Regions from separate parts of the Nothobranchius furzeri genome. Here region 1 is linked to region 2. A link is a contact called in public Micro-C data. All regions are on one chromosome and are shown on one strand. The core of a region is the stretch at or near the end of the contact, and the rest is flanking DNA. Distances in the headings are between cores, read along the strand shown.

What was found. A called contact is a pair of places that touch in the nucleus more often than the background predicts.
Region 1: a contact with region 2 is called in a Micro-C map of tail fin, with 6 times the contacts expected there. The contact joins two enhancer-like sites. A contact is called at or near these places in 2 of 2 Hi-C or Micro-C datasets (skeletal muscle and tail fin).

The regions. Positions count from the first base shown.
Region 1 is chr16:48,948,695-48,951,394 of NfurGRZ-RIMD1, reverse strand. The region is part of intron 8 of etv4 (ETS variant transcription factor 4); the gene reads right to left. Among protein-coding and RNA genes, the nearest start is that of dhx8, 29 kb to the left of the region's middle. Within about 2 kb of position 1,299, at least 2 of the 3 cell types and tissues checked have an H3K27ac peak or open chromatin away from gene starts, as enhancers often do. A contact at or near this core is called in tail fin, where this site is marked.
Region 2 is chr16:48,875,562-48,878,261 of NfurGRZ-RIMD1, reverse strand. No RefSeq gene overlaps it. Among protein-coding and RNA genes, the nearest start is that of LOC139063432, 5.3 kb to the left of the region's middle. Within about 2 kb of position 1,296, at least 1 of the 3 cell types and tissues checked has an H3K27ac peak or open chromatin away from gene starts, as enhancers often do. A contact at or near this core is called in tail fin, where this site is marked.

The DNA.
Region 1 (2,700 bases), core at 50-2,549, 73 kb before region 2:
AAGAGAACCACTTTGTTTATTTAATTTTTAAAATCTCCAGAATATATTTATAGCTATACTATGTTAGAATGCAGAAGCATGAAAAAAATCTTTTCAGCTTTTGAAAAAATTTGCTAAAGCAGCATCTGTGTGTATGTGCGTGCGTGCGTGTGTGTGTGTGTGTGGTTTTCCCAGATTGTTGGTGACACTGAGTTGCTGTTATTTTTAATAAACCAAGAAAGCTAAAAACAGCTTCAATTTTCACCATAAAGACACCTCGCTGTATTAGCTAGCATATCAAGTTGTTATACGATGAATACACCTACGAAGGTGACAACAACATGTTGAAAACGTAAAACTGCACCCTCTGGAACGAGCGTTGTGCGTTTCTTGACTCTGGAGACACAGCTGTGGGGATGGGTCACCTGAAGTAAGGGTGTTGAACTGTTTTGTACATTTAAAAACTAAATTTCTTGAATAGCAAGGACAACATCTTCTGTTCCACCTCTAAAAGTGACAAAAGTTGTTTATTTACAGGCAAAAACATTAGCTCTCACCTTTTGCCTTTAGGAGGCAAAAAACCCCAACAACTTAAACATAGATTTTTGTACCATAACTGTAGCCAAAACGAAATGTCTACTGATCACTACGGTCTAAAAGTACATCCGTTTAGAGCAGCTTTGAATAAAATTGTGTTAAAACGGACACATTAAAGATGAAATGGCAGCTGAAACGATTCAAAGTTGGACACATTAAGGAACTTTTTAAAAAGCGAAACCAGCTTTTAAACCAGAAGTCTGTAGATCTAACACTGAATCCTGCATCGTATCAGATACACTCCAAAAGGGTCACATCCTCTTGGACGCACCCCCCCCCCCTCCTTTTGAAGATTGTGTGATTTGCTGTCAGCGTTGTTATAATAACACTGGGTGAAACGAAACGGCTTTAAATTTGCATGGAACATCCTGGTTTCATCAGAGGAGGGCTTGTTTTGCATCCATCCTCTGATGTCCAGGTCCCAGCCGAAGGAGCATCTTTAATGTCGGTGAATGAGGGCAGAACGTGCGCAGTGTTGGACTTCTTAGAAAGAAGCAAGAAGAGGAGCTGGTTTCTTTGCTCTCTGCTTGTAAAGCTTGTTGTTGAAGTGCCTGAGCTGGCTACCCCACCCGTTACACCCCCCAGCACCCCCTCCTACAGCCTAGCCAGTGAGCGGCTCGAGTTACCGTGGCCACACTCATTTTTCCATTATGAGTTCATCTGCCTGCAGAAAAAGGAAGCCGCTGGTGCAACCTGAAACCCCGCCGCACTCCACCAGGGACTCTAGTCTTTCCAGTGCCCTCCATTTTCTCAATGAAATTCCTCTGCCTGTCTCTCACAGAGAGCGAGGGAGGAGTATAACTGTAAAAAAAAAGTTTTTTTCTTTTTGCTGCAAAGTGTCAGGGAGTTGAAAGGAGGGGTTTTAGGCAGCCAGTGCAGCGAATAAGTTTGTGTGCCTTTTGGACATTTTGTTCTGCTGTTACCCTCGCTCACTACAACGACCTTCTTTAAAGGAACAGTTTCATAGAAACACTTCTTGTTCTTTGTGTCTGGTTTGATGGTGTAGAGATGAGCAGTTGTAGTCCACTACGTCTTTTCACACAAAATCCTAAAGTAGTTTTTACTACCTGTTGAACAGAAGCACTTTCTTGGCATCAGAATGTCTTTAAATGTCACTGACATCATATGTGAAATCCATGGCCCATTTCAAACGGGATCAGAAAATAACTTATTGGCGCATGGAAAGCAAAGTTTCCCACAACGCATTGTATCGCAAACCATTACACTCCGAACGTCAGAAGCTAATACCTGCAATGTTTTCTATTAGAAATATAAAACAAAATAAAGGTGTCCGTTATTGTAAATAAATGTATGTAAACTGTAAATTTTGCAGTGAGTGTTTGAGTTTTACTCTTCACGATCCCTAAAAATGCTAATTAGCTAGCTCACTATCAAAATAAAAGCAGCGTAGGTTTGTTCTGATGAAAAATAAACTGTTTATATTCATTACAGAGCGAGAAATGCTGGTATTTTAATAGTTTTGATCAAAAGTGAGCCAAATATAATACAAATAATATGTTTTTGTTGTTATTTTGTTATTTAAGGAACAAACTGCACTTTTATTTTAATGTCGGGTTGTATTTTTAACTGTAGCAAGAAGCAGCGATTGTTGCTAGGACACAATGAAGTACAGTTCTGTTCCAAATGCCGTCCTCATCCTCCCGTACTCGGTAGAACAGACTTTCAGGTATCCTTGCCAAGAACAAACTTGTCTAGTACACAAGAACGTCCTAGTGTCCTTGAGTATTGAGAAACGGCCAAGATGTGTTCTGCTGTTTCCTGGACCCTAAACCAACAACATCCTTCCCCATTTTGAGTCAAGATGGATGAGCCCATGAAAGCTAATTTTCAGTGTGGCGTAGATCTGTCTTGCTTTTCTAATCTGATGGTTTTCTCGTCTATTTTCTATTGGCGGCTAGGAAGTAGTGGTAGACTATTTTCCCATTCAGCCTGCATGTTGAACTCAGGGTAACTGATCATATTTAAAAAATAATTTAAATGGCCTCCTCAGTGAACTTTAATCGTTTAGAAAAAAAGTCTCCTTATGAAGTGGTTTAATGGTGTTTTTTAAAGATAATGTTGCAGGAGGTAAGTGTGCTCTCATTCTGTTACAGCAGTCAGTTG
Region 2 (2,700 bases), core at 47-2,546:
TCCACCACGATAAGGTGACGGTTCAAGGAGGAGGCTGTAAAATAAAACAGGGAAATTGTTTTATGCCCCAATCTCCACCCTGAAAGTTCAAAGTAATCTCAAATGTGTTACTTGCCTACCTAGGGTACATTTTTACTTATGCAGGCTATATATATGTGGGTAAATGCTGAGGAAACATTTGGTGTTCCATCCAGGAAAACCTGGGATCAGGCTGATGGTTGTGGATGTGGAAACAACATAACTCCACCAATCTAGATGTGCATAACATAGATTTTAGGATCATCAGCAGCTGGTGCAAGGGAAGACATTTTTTACTAAAACACACCACTTTTGTTTTGTGACAGGTAGGAAATATATTTTCCTCTGTAGTTGACAAAGTCACCAAAATCATTTGTCATTTTTATTATGATGCATTTTCACCTAAATCAAGAATAGTAAATCAAACTTTGAAAATATCCATGGGGCAAAGCTCCCAGTATCTTCTCAGTGATGTTTCAGGGAAGCTGTTGCTCTGCTGGTGAATTGTCGCTGGTACGAGGAGGGCAAACGTATGCTTGAGGGAGTCTCTTCTTAAGACTCAATCAGTTCTTTGGTGGGGTTCACTGACCCAGAAAATGGCTTTCAACAACTAGAGGAAATGATACTCCATAATCACCTTACTGGCAACACTGGGGAAGGTATGCACAGCAGCGCTCTCACACTGAGCTGCTCGATGGGAAAGAAAAGAATAAAATCCATTTACAAACACCAACATTTAGCTTCTTATTAGCCCATGAGTCAAAACTCATTAATAACCTCTTTCTTCTTTCTTGGCAGGTAATCCAGTTGTTCTGTTCTTTGTTTGCATGTTTCCCACACATTCCTGTCATAGACTTATACAAGAGCATTTTCTAGAGATGACACCAGGTGTATCAGGTGTCCATCACTCTGCTTTCTCGTGGGAGATGTGGTTGATACATAAAAGGAGATAAACTCAAACCGAAACAGCTGATTAGTGTTCTGATTTTATGGAGAATCTGGTTTTCCTGTTTGTGAAATTAAACTATATCAAACTAAATGTTAACATGACTGCGTGGCTTTACTCCCAGATGATTCCCAAAACATATTTAACTTCATATTTTTCACTGTTTTGTGACCTCAGATTAAAGCCACACAGCTTTTACATGATTTATAAGTCTTGCATGTGTTCCTGAAACCAATAAAGCTAGATTTAGTCATGTTATGAATGTGATATGGGTGAGTCTGACTGAGTGAAAATATGTTCCCGAACCTATTCAGTTACACACATCATTACATAATCCTGAGTTGTTCTCAATAGGGTTTTCAGGTGCTTGTTTACGATGTTTGGAGGAGCTGTTCCGGTCGGTTTGATCCAGTCTGGGATCAGGTTTCCCATGAGAATCATTTATTAACCAAATAAATGCTGAAAGACTTGATCCAGACAGGATTCTGAAGACGTTTTGTTCACTAGTGACAGATATGTAAGGATCATCTTTTAAATTAAATTTGAACAAGTGTTCTAAAAAAGGTGGATCTGTTTGTTTTAGTTCAGTTCACTGTGGCATTTTATTTGTTTAATTGTACTTCTTTGAAGTTTATGATGACCAATAAATGGTGTCACTTTAAAATGTGCTGGATTTAGCCTTTTCAAGAGAAAAAGATTTCCCCACAATCATCATTTGGGTTTTTGTGGAACAGGTGGGAAGACCCAAGCCTATTTGAAGCTCTTTATCTCTGTTACACTTATCTAAAGAAAATCATTACAACTTTTAGCTTTTATGTCTGAACTGGCCTTTCGATGTTGTTTTCATACAATCACGGTTTAAGTTTTAGGATTTTTACAGATTTCACAAAACGTTGATGTGATGATGTCACTATTGAGCTTATTACTCTCCCAACTTTTTACTGCTAACATTATGTCATTTATCATCAAAATGTGGTTCATTTTAGGATTTCCCCCACTTTGTTTTTCACTGCTGCACCCACGGCACTTGCAATCTTTACTTGACACAAAAGTAATGCACAGTGATTTGTGTGGCACACAAAAACACAACACAGCACAACAACGGTGGTGGTGATCCTTCTGCTCAGACTCTGACTTTTCATCTGCAACCAGAAATAGCTGCAGGCAGCAGGCAGAAAGCTCTGGTGCAACCAGTGACTCCAGCCCCCTAGCTATTTAGCTGCTGACCGTTGCATTTTTAGACCAGCCCAGGTCGGAACCACAACGATGCAGGTAATGAGAAGTTGGGGGAAAAGCCAATACATTCTGTTGGAAAAGGCTGTCCAATTGAATCAAACTCTTCAGAGTTTCACTGAGTGGTGCTGTTGGAAAAGAGGCAATAGTGACCTACAGTGGCCCAATGATTGTTACAGTTACCCTAATGAGCTACTTACAGCAGTCTTAACATTTTGGTTCATTCTGGTTTTCATTTCATTCCAGGTCAAGGAAGAAGTCCTGCCTCAAGTGAAGGAGTTTAAGTAGGTCTTGAGGTCTTGTTCACAAGTGAGGGAAAGATGGAGCGGAAGATTGACAGGCGGATTGGTGCTGCGTCTGCAGCGTTGCAGGTGTTGTACCGGTCGGTTGTGGTGAAGAGAGAGATTAGTCTTAAGGCGAAGCTCTCGATTTATCGTTCGATCTACGTTTCTACCCTCACCTATGGTCACGAGCTTTGGGTAGTGACCGAAAGAACGAGATCA